Regions from separate parts of the Anas platyrhynchos genome. Here region 2 is linked to region 1. Evidence: chromatin contacts called from public Hi-C data. All regions are on one chromosome and are shown on one strand. The core of a region is the stretch at or near the end of the contact, and the rest is flanking DNA. Distances in the headings are between cores, read along the strand shown. Region 1 has its middle 25 kb from the start of BMF. Region 2 holds the start of SRP14 (signal recognition particle 14).

Region 1 (7,886 bases), core at 4,115-6,614:
GAACCTGCCTGTAAAAGTATGTAATTTAATTAACAAAAGAAGGATGCAAAATTCCCAATGTGATGAGGAAAGACTAAAGGTATAAACAATTCTTCTATGAAGCAGCATAACACGAGTGAGATGTTATCAGGCATTTCACAACTGGAGAAATGCCCTCTTGTGGTCATACTGCTACAAGAGCAACAACTTACTTTAATTAATGACAGGCTACTGTTAACTATTTAAACACTGTTATTTGTGTACTGGTAACTAGTACTTAAGCATTTGAGTTTGTAAGACTGGTTTTAAAGCATGTGTAAGAAACCTAAAGTGGAAGAGTGCTACCCCGAACCATGCCATGAGGAGAGAAACATGAATTAAGAAATGTCAGTAATTTACTTCTTTCATAAAAAGAAAGAATAAAAGCATTTATTTGTGTTTGATCATGTAAATGTTTCCAAATATTTTTAACCCTTCCCTAATTAATAGAAATAATGGTATTCTTACTGAAAATAAAAAGTTTTCTAGATAAAGTGCTCTGATTTTATCAGGAATACACAATTATATTCTTCTTTGGGTTTGAATGTATAGTACACTAATTTTAGAGACTGAATCTAAATTTATCTATATGTAATGAATCAACCTTCTTCATTTATATTCAGTTTGAGGCAGGCATCTCATCCCTGAGTCACTGCAATTTCTGTCAGCAGTGAAGCCCCTGACTACTCTTGCTGTAAGCATGCTAGATGATGCAAAAGGCAGCATTACATCTGCTGTTAAAAACTGGTCCCAATGTTTTTAATCCCTTAAATATGTCATAAAACCATTTTCAATTTCTATATTTACAGATACCAATACAAATTCTCTATTTCTGTGTATGTGACACGTACAAAACAAATAACAGAAGAAAGTTTTATTTGCAATTTAAAATATCTGAAAGTGCTCAATATGGTGAACACAGTTTCACCATATGCCTTTTGTGTCCATTACTCAGCAACTCAGCCTTTGGGACAGATGCAGTCCTGCAACACTGTGGATGCCCCATCCCTGGAGGTGTTCAAGGCCAGGCTGGATGGGGCTTTGGGCAACCTGGTCTGGTGGGAGATGTCCCTGCCCATGGCAGGAGGTTGGAACTGGGTGGGCTTTAAGGTCCCTTCCAACCCAAACCGTTCTGTGATTTTTCCAGGTGATCCATGGAAGTCTTGTAAAAAGAGTGCCCAAATCTGGACACAAGAACTGTTGTCCTGTTGAAACCTCTATCTTAATACTAGAGCAATATAGCAGAAAGAATTTCATTCAGTGTAAAATCCAAATCAGCACAATGCCATTTTGGGAGGGGGGGTAACCCCAGTTGTATTAGTGTTGTTTATTATTCTTTCTTGATTTTTTTAAACAGTGCTTGTCTGTCAGTTTTGTCCCATCTTTTTTTCAGATCTTATCTCCAATCTGCAAAAAGATCTTGAAGATCTCCTGGAAGATCTGGAAGATCTTGTTCCGTTTCAGCGCTAACAAAAATGACCCCAAAGCAAGCCAATAGCTACTTATACCAGCTATGGATTTTTTGTTGTTGTTATTTTCCGTCTTTACAGGACAAGACAGAACAGCACCAATTTCAAGATAAGTTAGAGACTGAAATTAGAAAAATCATCATAATGCAAATTGTCTGTTGAATCCAGATTCCACGTTTTCCATACATATATCAGCACATCTTGTCAAGCAGCCTGGTCTCAGTGGTTGGATGACCAAAAGTACTGAATGTTTACTCTATGGTTTAATGACTATTAATCCTTTATCAGGTAAAATCTAACGGTTTAGCATTTCAAATCAACTAAAAAGATTTAAATAGATGGACTTATCATAAAATATGACTGGAAGGTAGATGTATAAAACCACTGAGAAAAATCTGGGCCATAGTTCATACAGCTTTGATTATGCACTTCTAAAGACAGAAAGTGCTCATTGAAGTTAATGAATATTTTGGTTCCTTATCAACTTGTGGATTGGAGCCTAGATGTAAACACAGCTGGTGTGTGTTCAGCCACATCTTCTACTTCTCTGCAAGTTATAGGATGCCATTTGATGAGGAGGCCTTATGAGGATGTTTATCAAGTTAGATTGAGTTTGATAGAAGTGGCTGACATGAGCATTTTACAATATGCCTAAAGTTTTTACAAAAACAAAACAAACAAAAAAGCACAAAAATCAACCCCCCCCCCCCAAAAAAAAAAAAACACAATTTAAACAAGAAGTTGTAGATTATGTATTACATAAAATACCATTATACTTTTAAGTTATTTGTCTGTAAAATTCTTGGGAAATAGTCACTCTGCTGAGAAAGGAGTGACTACAATTTTTATTCACTATCACATCATAGTATTTTAAAGGTTTGTTATTATTGCAGATTAAGGTTTGATTTTCATCTGAGCTATGTATGTGTAACCTTTACTGGAACACGTCCTGCCTAAGATATTGTCATGCTTTGCCACATGCTGCAGTGAATTGGATGTCTTATCCGCAAAGGGTTTGATGCTGTTCCAAGAGAAAGCAAGTTATCACTCCTGTTTATATAATTTCTCCCCAAAATCTGGAGTCTGCTTGATCTCAATGTTTAGCAATATAAGAAAAAAAGAAAAAGGTGTCAGATTGTGGTTCAAGTGGGTGCAGCCCTGGTTTCTCAGTTGTCATCACTGGAGGTGAATACCAGTTTCCTTCTTGCCTACAGTTCCATTTCTCCTTTCAAAGCAAACCCAGCCATCTGGGACAATGATGTACTGCTTGGTGTCACAGCATGGAACTGCTACAAGAGCAAAGCACGGTCAGAGACACACCAAGCACCTCCATGCCTTGCAGCCACAAGCACTTGAGAGCTGCAACGACAGTTTTGTCAGGATTTTGTTGCTGATTAGCAACACTTTACCTTGCATCGGACACACAGGCTATGATGCAACTAAAGTATAATTTGCTAAAGAAATGAACAAACAGCAGAAAGTTGTCTAGCCAGCCTAATGAGAAATAAAGTTTAGAGTGTTCTCATCCCTCAGAAGTAATTGAAGGTGACCATCTCACTCCGTATTCAGGATACTTGTTTCTCTAGAGTTTAATCAAATCAGATCATCCCTTTCCTCTTGAACTGCACTGTACACCAAGCATATGTTTCCATTATAGTGGCCATCCTCCCTGCCAGGAGCAAGACTGCTTTTCAGTTTAATCAATTGAATTTAATACAATTTAGTAGCGTAACTCCTGATTTTTGTTACATTCCCAGCCCTGGAACTGAAGCTCAGAGCTCCCTCATGGATCAGTTTCCTACACATTGGATCAAAGAATGTAAATAATTCCTATTAACCTTTACAATAACAATACTGAAGTAGAAATGGAGACTCTAGCAGTTTTTTATGAAAGAAGATTTAAGTTTTACCTCATTTTATATGGAGGCTTTCCTGTACATCCTGGGTTTGTATGCTTATTATGCCAGTACTGGATTGTGTCCGAGACAAAACTTTTGTGATTGTCTCATTTCACAAAATAGACAAGCTATATATTCATATAACTGATAGGGATTGTCTATGAGAAATTGCTGTCTGTGGGAAGTCTTACCATAGTAAATGTGCTCTTAGCTTTAATTCCCTCTGCCACAGCATGGTAATTCATTACTATCTAAGTAAATGAAGCTACTTTTTATCATACATTAAAAAATAATAATAATAAAAAAAAACACCCCAAAGAGTTTAAAATCTCATGTCATGTTAGATGTGTCAGTACGTATATGTATACATACATACTCCTACAGATATATTCCATGTGTATTTATTCACAATCTATATACAAATGTTTCTGCTTGTCTTTGGTCAATGACAATTACCAGTTGTATAACCAAATATTGTTACTTTAAGCAAAATGAAATGTAGAACATGAAAATGAGGATAACCTTTCTGAGGAAAGCAAGTTTGACAGTTAGTGAGCATTGAGTGAGCACTTATGGCATTTTGTTAGTGAGATAAGTCTTCCACACACTGCCTTGCATTGTTTGAAAAAGCTTTGTTAGGAGGTCAGAATTCTTACATTTCTTACATTTTGGATGAGTGGTGCCTGATATGGCTTATTGTGATCCGAACTTCTTTTTTTTCTCCAGTAAACACATTTGACATCAGTCAGGCTGGCTACCTGACTTAAGATGTGGCATTCACAAGGATCCTAAAATAGCTTCTGTCCCCTACTTGGCAATTATTTTAGGAGCACACGAAACAAAGGCTAGGAACATGCAGTCAGAGCAGCAACCAGAAGTCCCCCATCCCTGGGGTTCATCGGATCTCTCATAAACCTGCTGCCTGCATCCTGCTGCCTCCTCACACAAGGCTTGGCTACTTGGTTATACTCAGTAAAGCTAAGGTGAAGGAACTACTGCAGCAAAGGTGGTGAACATTCAGTAAAACCCATCTGGTTTAACCCTGCTTTAACGTCTCCTTTTAATTGTTTTTATAATGCAAGCATTCCTGTATCCTCAGAGGCGAACACCTGACCAAAGTTTGCTCTTTTGCTTCTTTAAGTGTGAATTTTCCTTTCCCTTTGAGGGTGCTGTCCCCCAGCACACTGCTGCTGTGGCTGTGGAGTTTCCTTGCTGGCCACCAGATGCAGCTCCAACCCAGCCTGCTGCCCTGGGCGGCTGAAATCATTTACATTCATCAAAAGTGATTGCCTCCGTGCAAAAATGCAGCTCACCAGCACACTGTAACTCTTCAGAAAGAGCATTATGCCAGTGGTGTCACTTAAGGCACAAGGGAAGAATGAAAATGCAGAGAACAGTTTGATCAGTGGTGCGATATTATAGCGGGTCAACTCAGTCCTATCTATGATGACTTTGGTATTGTAGCATCAGGGACAGGGTTTGTTGTACTGTGAAACACCATATTCCTGCTGAAACAACACACCAGCTCTTTCAAGTGCTAACTGCATAGCAGTGCTTTGAGGATTTCAGATCAGGTTCAGCAGCTGGAATGAAGCAACTGCTAAGGAGAAAGTTACACGGCGTTTTCTGGAGTGAGAAGCAATGTGAAGCATTATGTAAATATGATGCATGTCTCAGTAAGTTTGACTCACGTTGAAATCCAGCTTTTCAGGAAGCATTTGTTAGTGGCATGCTTCTAACACCACTGCTATCTCTTTACCAGTTGCGATCTCAGGCGATTTGAGAGCATGGAATAATGGAGCATCCTGTCTATAGAGGTTGGGTTTTTTTCCCATTCTCCATTGCCCCCGGGGGGCAGCTCCCTGTCGCCCTGCCCGACGCCCCCTGCCCGGGCTCTCCCCCCTGTGCTGCGGGACGTCCCCGGGAGCGGGAGCCGCGCTGCGGCCCCTGCTGCACCTCCCGGCGCCGGCGAGCGGCACTGTTGCCTCTGGCTGCGGGGCAGAGATGCTCCGGCCCCGCTGCCCGGGCTCCGTGGGGATTTGCCCCGCACCCGGGCGCTGTGCGGGCTGGGGGGGAAGCGGGGATGCGGTGGCCTCGGGGGCTGTGTGGCGGTCCCCTCTTATTCGCAGCTGGGAAGGTGCTGGGGGGTTCCTCTGCTGGGAGCTGAGGGGGACGGGCACGCTTGGGCTGCTTGGTGCTGCTCAGCTGGTCCGAGCCGAGGCACCATGCAGCACCTCGCTGCCAGGCCTCGACCCCTCCGTTCCTCAAAAAGACCCCAAATTTTACCTTCAACAACACCAATTTATCTGTGTCGCTGCAAGGTCCTTCCATGAAAGTGGCCGACAAACTAGGCCATCAGATCCTGAACTCCGCTGCCGTAAATCTGGAGTGAAAAAAGCACCAGTAGCTCCAGCAGATTTATATTAGATTGCTTCCATTTGTGCTGAACTACCACAAAACTCTTCCAGCCTTGAAACTGGCAGCTTAGTTACTTTACTCTGAAGGTCCTGGTCACCGCGCCAGAGATAAGATTACAGAAGGCTTTTCCTTTTAATCACATCGCTGCCAACTTGTACTTCTGTCATGAATATTCTTTTAAAATAGTCCTCTCAGGGCAATTAAGAAAAACAAAACAAAACAAAGCAAAAAAAATAGGGAGAACAAAGAGACTGTCATTAGTAATCCAAGTAGGGTTTCTTTTCTGAGAAAGGATTAACAGCGAAGATAAAAAGCAGAACGAGAAGGCAATTAATGTTGTCATTATCAGCAATTTCTTCAAATTAAGTTGGCAAGTCCTGTATTCAGTGCACAACATTCATTGTGGATTGGCATTTGAAAAGATTTGTAAGAATTAAAAGTAAGTGTTCAGAGCAGGGCTGCAGAAGCATGGTCTGGGTTGGGAGCCAGGGTAAATTCTGTCAGGGCTCGGAGGCAGCTCTAGCCCCGCGAAGTGTCACCTGCTCCCAGGAAGATCCTGTATTTTTTCACCCTTCTCCCAATCTCTCAGGGAAAAGGTAAGCATGTGAAGTTTTTGGCAGACCATCCGAAACTGGAGGTTATGCATTGCTTGCTGAGTTGCGGGTCTATACAGAAACTACATAGCAGACCTCAGCATAATTAAAAGAGTAGCTTGCTTTAGACTAAAGGAAACTAATGACATTATGGTGAAAGAAACCAAGATGGGAATTTCCTTCTTTGAACCAGTGAAGAGCTTCTGAGAGGTCATTGAACACCATGCGACTATGATGAATTTTAATAGAGCATGTGGTAGGGATGGCTGAAGAACCTCAGCTAATTTATATTATAATAGGATTTGCTTAGTGGGGAGTTCACTCCTGTGGGAGGAATGAAATGTCACTGAACATGTGGAATTTCAGAACAAAAAATAGTTAGTAGCCAATAAACAATGGTGCAATATTAACACTGACAGGCTCCTCCGGTTCATATCATCAAGCAAATACCAGCAAGAAGACAGGATGTTGCCTGTGCCTATCCTTCATGTTCTGTGGCCCTAAAATGCTGGGCTTGTGACTTTTCTAGACTGTCCATCCTTGGCTTTGCCAAGAAAGGAGAAAACTGCACAAAGTGTCCTAGGACAAGAGATTTGTTAAATAACGTCACCAAAAAATCTGATCTCTTTGTCTCTGTCCCTTACACCTTCTAGCTTTGCTTAGCCAAGGCCACCGAGTTCACGACAAAGGCGTGAGACCTTGCTGTTGTTGCTCATCCCTGCCCGCTTACTCTCAGGACTGCTCCTCGTGTTTTCCACCGACCATTCCCATCCTGCGTGCCTGCTGCTCCTGCCTCTTTTCCTCCTGGCTTTCTCTGCATTCTCCAGCTTTTGTCTGCTGCTCCCTGCTCTGCCTCCATTACTCCCTTTGTTGTCTCCCTTGTGCCTTGCTCCACTCTGCAGCCTCCCGGCCCCTTGTTTCTCCTCGCCGTGCATCCAGCCACTTCCTCTGGTGTATCTGCTGCTCCGCCACGCACAGCTGCCGCCCTTCTCTCCACCTCCACCACTCCCGCTGCTGCTCCGCACGCAGTTTTGACCAGCTCCACTTCCAAACAATGAGGCTTTGACCTCTTTCCCCTGGGAGAAGATTTCACAGCCAAACACGTCTCACTGGCAGGAGCTTTTCCTGATATTCAGCCTGTTTCCTTCTCCCATTGCTCCTACTTAAATCTCCTTATATTGAACTAACAGCTTGTGCCCCAGGCGAGGTGTTTATACCCCTCCATTGCAAAAAAGTTTTGAATGCAGACAGCCAGGCCAAGAAGAACAGGGGCACCGTGCATCCCAGTAAGTAAGATACCATCATACCCAGAAGGAACAGAACAAATACACTCACCATAACGAAAAATAGGCCACATGCCTTACAAAAATTCACCAAGAGCCAAGCCTTGATCAGCTTTTATCCGTCTGCAAGAAAGATACTAATGCAGACAGCTGTGTCAACAGCCTGGGAGCCAGGGGCTGAGTGAACCTGAGCTCCTGGAGGGGGTG
Region 2 (7,134 bases), core at 3,990-6,489, 97 kb after region 1:
AAGGAGTCATACTGGAAATATCTGGCGATAACAGTCAAAACTGTCTCTGTTTTCCCAAAACTACGGCTTATGGAAATGAGAGCAGTAATGTCTCAGCCAATCTCTGACACCTCACTCATCTGGTGGCTAACTTGATTGTTTCTTTGTTGTGCTGTGCAGCTCCTGTGTCAGACATCCCCGCTCAGGCTGTGAAGAAACCATTGTTTCACGGCACTGCAGCTTGTGTTGTGATCCTTAAATCTCAGAAGTCCAGCCAGGTCTCGTGTCAGCCTCAGCAGAGACAGGAAACGGTGCTGGTGAGTTGGTAGGTGACCCTTTTCTTCCTGAGAAAGCAACACCCCATGGTGTCAAGAGAACATAACGCTGCTTGCAGGTCTGTCCTTTTGAGGAGAGTGAAAACGGAGGAGAGCAAAGACCTTGTGACTCCTTTTGTAATTACACATCCCCTCGTGCTCGCTGGTATCAAGGACAATGTTGTCCTCCCTAGTGTCATTCTGTTGACCTACAATTCCCATTGACTGTTTTTTCTTTTCTCTATTTTTTTTTTAACATGGTGTGATATTCTTCATTCTGTCTCTTAAGTACATACATAGAAAAAAAATATCCTGTAACCTCACTGGGAATGTCTGGTGGAAATTTTTCACAACTGCATTTCTATGTTTCTGAAAGTAGGACACATCAGTGTGAAAGAAATGATGCTCAACCCAATCTCTGTCACCTCATTACTCTTGAGCTCCAGCTTAATTACCTCCCTGATGCTTTGCACAGCTCTTAACCAGACATGCGGTGTCTGCTTAAAAATCTGCCATACAAAATGAAGTGATGACTATATATCCTCTTTCTGCTGGGAGATGAGCTGTGAGGTTTGGTAAATATAATTTCTAGAGAACCCAGAAGGTGCATCACATTGTGCAGGCCTGGTTCCGCACCGCAGACAACTTACTGGAGTTCACAGATGACTTACAAAGACCCACCGAAACCAGGCTCGAAGGTCATATCGCAAAATTCATTTAAAGATAATAACAAAGTTTTAACCCCAATAAATTTGTGGTTTATTGTTTACAGCTCCAAAGACAGAAGTTACGCTACCAGCTACCAAATTCTGACCTCCTGTGTCTCACTATGACTGTACTGACGCCAGTGGGACTGCGAGACAGATGAATTTGATGGTTTATTTTCGGAAAGTTTTTGAGCTTTGTGTGAAAGTCCATACCTCAAAGTGTCTGTGTGGGAAGTGTTTGAACCCCACGCAAAACTTCCTCCTGGTTCAAACACAGGCCTAAGGCTGCCATTTCAGTAGCCCTGTTTTATTCCAGTAACCCTCCAAAATGTAAGCAAGGTACACACTGAAACTTTATTTCACAGCCTTGAGAATTGGTAACATGCTAGTTTTAAGAGTACAAAATAATATAAGGTATAACCACCAAGTTACTATAATTTTGTCCATGGAGAATATAAACGGGGAGCTCAACCCAGGCACTTAATAATACAGTAAATATGCATCCCTTATCTTCCCTGACAGAGAAGCTTTCCAAAATCTGGGTGGTACTTCAAATCCATGAAGTCCCTTTCCAGCAAACAATCTTTTTGTGTCTCACTGCAGATAGGCTTTGGTTTTTGCTACTATAGTAATGTGGTGCATCAGAGTTTCAAGAAACTTATCTATTTCCTGGTTTCCCTCACAATCAATAAATCACAGCTAACGTTGCTATTACACAATGAAAGTCAGTGTTTGGTGGATTCAGGGTTACACTTAGCCTATCTGTGACAACAATTCTATGGAAATAAAAAATAATATTAAATAAAATATGAGGTATTCACGAAGATGAATAGCGGTGTTTAGGATAAAGCTCAGGGCACATGCACTAGATCCTAAGACATGACAGAAGACCTTCAGTCTCTTATGGAGAGCTTCTCTCTGGAAGTTGACCTCACTGTTGCCTCAGCAGCTTCCTGGTGGCATATCTTGCTCTCAGAAAGATCTTTCAGAAATGTCCAGTTTAGTTCTGAACCTATGTTCAGAATTTCCTTTTCATTATTATTGGCTGATCAGGCAAATCATACCACTTTGTGTACTTATATAGTGTTCAGTAGCTCTCTGATTGTTGTCCCTCTGCATGTCCTTTACTTCTTTACAGGCTGACATTTGCCTGTACCTTGGTCATCTGCTGACTGCTGTGTTGGAAATCTACTTAGCACTAGGAAAAAGTGTTCACTTCTCTTGTTAGAATTTTTCTTCTTTATTTCCCTGGCACAGAACTTGGGGATATTTTGGCAGCTGTTTCAGGGTTAACTGCCTTTCTGCCCAACCAGCTGCTGTTAAATTTTGGGCCCAGAAAACTTTCCCTATGCCCACTGATCTCTGATCTGGTGAGGCTAGGAGGGCACTGAGGTGTGCATCTCTGTTTTTCCAGTGCTAATGATAGGGTGGTAAAGGGGTGGTGGTGTTCCTGGGGTTTTGCTGTGGTACTGCCTCTTTTTGCTGCGCATAGTTACACTGTGACGAGGTATGCCTGAACTCACAGATCAAAGTGAGTTACCAGAATGATCCACTTGTGAGCTGTGGGCCATTATCTGTTATTAACTCATCTCGAGCAGCATGGTCAGCAAACTGTAATTTGCAGTATGTTATTACATTTCTGCGCTGCGGTGTGCGGCAGCTGAGTGTGTGTGTGTGAGATAGCCCAGAACGAGCAGTAATCTTTTCTAGCTCGTTCAAATAGATCCTTGCCAACTTCTTCTAAAGTTGATCAAGAATTTAATTTGCTTCTGATAATCCTGTTTTTCTGCTTCCTGCCCCTCCCTGCACGCTGAGCAGAGCAGAGGTTTCACCTTCTCTGTTTCTCTCCAGTACAAGCCTGCTTCCAGGAAAACTTGGAAGCACAGCAGCAACCTCCTCCAGTTCTCTGCCAGATTTCCTTCAGGATTTAATGATTCAGGTGGCTTCATTTGCTAAATTTTTGCCAAAAAAAGTAGTTCTCTACTGACACCATATAATAAAGTTGAGCAAACAGGAGGGTTGGTAGGAGACTTATTTTTATTGCCTGGCTCTGGTCACATGACAGATCAGGTTACAAAATACTAGTGCCCCTGCCAGCTCTTAGGATCCACCAATTCCTCCTGCTACTGTTTTAATCCAACCTGTCTTGTCTTTTTCCTTTTATTTATTTTTTATTTTTTGCTGGGGGTAGAGGGTGAGGGGAAAGGTATTGCGCTGGGGCAGGAGATAAAGTGAAAAGCAAGTGTATCATGATTGGGAGTATCCCTTTAGCTCCTTCTGTGTTTGTTCAGCACTTTTTCACCAGCTGAGTAGCTTATTGCCTCCGAGTGTTGGCAGCCTTTGGCAAAGTTAAAGCAATGTCAGCATTTCCCTGTTCCATCTATTTTTTGGAAAAGAATTGTTAAAAATATTACATTTTCACCTTGTTTGCAAGTTGCGATGAAGGCTTCTCCCCTAATTAAATTGTGACATTCTGGCTTGAAAAACAGCTCCACGATCGGGAAGATAAGCTAACAGTAACAACAAAAATCCTCTGCTGCACTTATGGAAAGAAATTCAGCAAGTCAGTGGAGCTGCTTCTTTTATTAGCAGTGAGACCCAAATCTTTTCAGAAAAAAAAAAAAAAAAAAAAAAAAAAAAAAAAGCTGATGAAACGTAGATTTTAAAAATGTTAACTTTACACAACTCTAGAGTTCTATATCATAACAGTAAAATCCTCTATTAACAGGGAAAACCTTTCAGTTTGTACAAAAGCAATCCCAGCACTACCTTGTGAAGAGGCAGAAATTGAAATTGTAAGCTGGAAGCTGTGGCATTGCACAGTACTGACAGTTACAGTATGCGAACATCTGTGAGTGCAACAGGAGATGGTAGGGCTCCTCGCTGTGTAATCTGTGTTTTACTGACACCAAGCAACGTCAAGAGGAATCGAACAGTCAGAGCTTCTGGTAGAAGTTTCTCTCTCTCTCTCTGTTTGCATACCTTGGTATATAACCTATTGTGAAACAAAGGCTCTCCAAAACCGTACATTTCTAAAAACTTCTCATGTTTTAGATACCTACAGTAAGTCATTTGTCACACACTGGAGACACACATGCTATCTCCAACAGATTTTGAACAGTTGTCCCCTGCTTCTCTGTATTCCCTTTGTCTGGAACCTGTGGTCTCCTCACTTGTGGTTTGTTTTTCTTGCTCGTCTGCTCTGAAATACTTACTGTCCTTCCTGAATTAGGAGTGTCTGTCTGTATTCAGAGAAAGGTTCTCACAGTGGTTTCTCCCAGCATACAGTGCTATCAGAAATCCTGGTATCACCGATTCCTTCAAGGAATCTACCTCAGGAGGCAGCTGCCCAATGCCCCTGTCCCAGATGCTGTAGCTACACTGCTACTGCTACCTTGATCGCTGGCTTGGATTGGCCAGGACTGTGTCTGCAGTGCCAAAGGCACACCTCAGCAGCAGCAGGAGCTCCCAATAGCGGGTTGAGATTTTTGTGTAGAAGAAAGACTCCGTGGTGCTCATCCTACAAGAGTTAATGGGTTTCATTGCATGAAGTGTGGAGAAAAACTCTCTATCTTCTCTCATCTTTAGGAGAGAGGAGCTGTCCTACAGAAGAGTGGGGAGAATGGTTTGGGGCCACGCAAGAATCCTCTGGTGGATTTGAGGGTCAGAATTTGGTTGAGAGCTCTTGCGCCCATGCTTCAGCTACACGACCACCCATCTGCTCTTTTGGCGACCATGACTGGCAATGCACGGCTTTGGGCTCCCAGTTTCTGTGCCCATGGTAGTTTCCAAGGGAGAACGTTGCAAGCGCTGAGTTTTTCCATTTCTGTTTTACTTTCACAAGTTGCCCATAAAAACCCGCAGCACCCCCGCATTGTCCTCGCTCGGGTCTGATACAACGCAACCCTACAGACACAAGGACAAACGCGCGGTGCGGGCGGGCGGCGCTGGGGCCGGGCCAGCCCTGCTGAGGCGGTGGCCGGGACCCGCTGAGCGCTGCCCGGCGCCCGCTGCGCGCGCCCACAGCTCCCCCTGCTGCCAAGCGGGGGCAGCGAGCGGCCGCGGGGGCAGCGGGGACGCCGCGGGGAGCGGCCGGGCCGAGCCGGGCTGCGCCGCCTCCCCTGCGGCCCCTCACAGCTCCTCACCGCCCCCCCCGGCCCTAACGGCCACTAACGGCCACTAACGGCCGCCCCCGGCCGGCCCCGCCCCCCCCTCCCGGGGCTGACGTGGCGCTGCCCGGCGGCGGGGCGGGGGCGGAGCCTCGAGGCGCCGCGCGTGCGCAGGGGCCGGGCGTGCGTGCTGTGCGTGCTGTGCGTGCGTGCGTGCGCGCGGCGTTTCCGGGCCGGCGGCGGAGCGCGGAGCTGGTGGGCGCGATGGTGCTGCTGGAGAGCGAGCAGGTGCCGGGGGGGGGGGAGAGGGGGCCGCGTCGGGGCGCTGGGGGGGGGCCGGGCCCGGGCCGGGGGCCGTTATCGCGGTGTGGGCCCCCAGGCGAGGCCCCGCTGTGCCGCCTTCTCTTGCAGTTCCTGACCGAGCTGACCCGGCTGTTCCAGAAGTGCCGCACGTCCGGGAGCGTCTTCATCACGCTGAAGAAGTGTGAGTGGGGGGGGGGGCAGAGACGGGCGCCAAGGGCTCAATGCGGGGGGGGGACACGACACGGCCCCTCTGCTGCGGGGCTGGGAGCCGTAAAGGCAGGCGCTGCTCTGCACCACGCAGAGCAGGGAGGCGTTCTGGTTACTAAGAGGTAACTGAAAATCCACGGGCTGCTGCAGTGGGGAGCTGTGGTGGTGCTGCCGTGTCCCAGGGATGTGGTGGATCCCCCCAGCATTTTGAGGCTTACAGGGTTCAGCCACACGGGGTGCTAAGGGAATCCTGCCTAGGCCCCGCTTCTCCCATGATGAGCTGAACCAGGCGGTCTCTGAGGTTCCTCACGGCCTGGGCTTTTCTATGGCTCTGTGCTGAGTGCTGTAGGTTGAAGTGCATTTGAAACATGCGGTTCACGCAGCGTGTCTGCGTACAGGTTTGTGTGTTTGTGCTGGGTTAGTCAGGTAGCCCAGGCAGCCCTAGTTTATGGGATTACAGATGAAGGGATCTGTGAACAGTTTCACAGTAATTCAGTTCAGATGGCCATAAATTTTCAGATATTTTTACAGATTTCCTCGTGAGCAATTTTTAATGTCTCAAGTCAGGAGGCATCCCACAATTTCTAGCCAAATACAAATAAACATTCTCTGTATTTCAATGCAGATGATGGTCGAACAAAACCAGTCCCGCGCAAAGGCCACGTAGAAAGCTTTGAACCCGCAGACAATAAGTGTCTTCTCAGAGCAACGGATGGAAAGAAGAAAATCAGCACAGTGGTAAGTGACAACTTGGGGCTAGAATGATGAGCAGCCCTACCTGGCTTTCATGTAATACCTCGTGTTTTAAGTGAAGCTTGTCGTTGCATCGATTTCATGAGAATTGCCCCCTTAGTTCTACAGAGAAACCGTATGGTAGCTAAAAGCACAACTGAAATCGGGATGCCAAAGTGTTGCAGTTGCAGTTCGTGTTGCAGATGGGACAGTTGTTTGGTTTTGTTTTTGTACACAGCATTTGGCTTCAAAATGGTGTTGCCAGACAAGCAGGAAGGTTCCCTGCCTGTTTTCAGAAACCGTGGCTGTTGTGTTCTCAGTCAGGTGGAACTGGAGGGAGGGAAGGGGGAAGCTCCTTTTGGAGACAAGGGTAATGTGGGCAGAAGGAAAGAGGACAGTGACAGAACCTGCAGTGTGAGGACAAATGGTGTGTCTCTAAGGAGAAGAAAGGTCCCACAGTCAACTTTGGCTGACAGAGGCGGCTTTTGGAATTACTGAAGTGGAATTACTGAAGGTTATTGCACCCCGTCAAACAACAGAATGTTCCCTGACTTTGAAGCAATAGGAAAGGGATTTGTGTTTCTTGCCAGTAATAGACAGGCATGGGGTAGACTCACTTAGCACACCCAGTTTTCTTTCTTATTTACAGAGCTGTTTATATTTCAGGAGGTGTTAACCTTAAAAGTTGAGAGCCTGATGGGTTTCCTTTGAATGTGAGATTGAGAGAGGCTTTAGCTGACTTCAGATCTTCTTAGTGAAGTAATCCAAGGAAAAATGTTGCTT

What was found. Hi-C and Micro-C count contacts between places; a contact is called where the count stands out from the background.
Region 2: a Hi-C map of subcutaneous adipose tissue shows a contact between it and region 1, with 4 times the contacts expected there. The contact joins the promoter of SRP14 here to the enhancer-like site in region 1. A contact is called at or near these places in 5 of 8 Hi-C or Micro-C datasets (F1 follicle, F5 follicle, skeletal muscle and 1 more).

The regions. Positions count from the first base shown.
Region 1 is chr5:38,493,932-38,501,817 of IASCAAS_PekinDuck_T2T, forward strand. No RefSeq gene overlaps it. Among named protein-coding and RNA genes, the nearest start is that of BMF, 25 kb to the right of the region's middle. Within about 2 kb of position 5,365, at least 4 of the 8 cell types and tissues checked have an H3K27ac peak or open chromatin away from gene starts, as enhancers often do. A contact at or near this core is called in F1 follicle and subcutaneous adipose tissue, where this site is marked.
Region 2 is chr5:38,591,100-38,598,233 of IASCAAS_PekinDuck_T2T, forward strand. It overlaps SRP14 (signal recognition particle 14), which reads left to right and starts at 5,240. Exons shown (of 5, transcript XM_038180161.2): 1 at 5,240-5,397; 2 at 5,521-5,593; 3 at 6,245-6,357. The coding sequence starts at 5,374. It overlaps LOC119717144 (a long non-coding RNA gene), which reads left to right. Exons shown (of 5, transcript XR_011809733.1): 4 at 160-304; 5 at 1,066-4,217.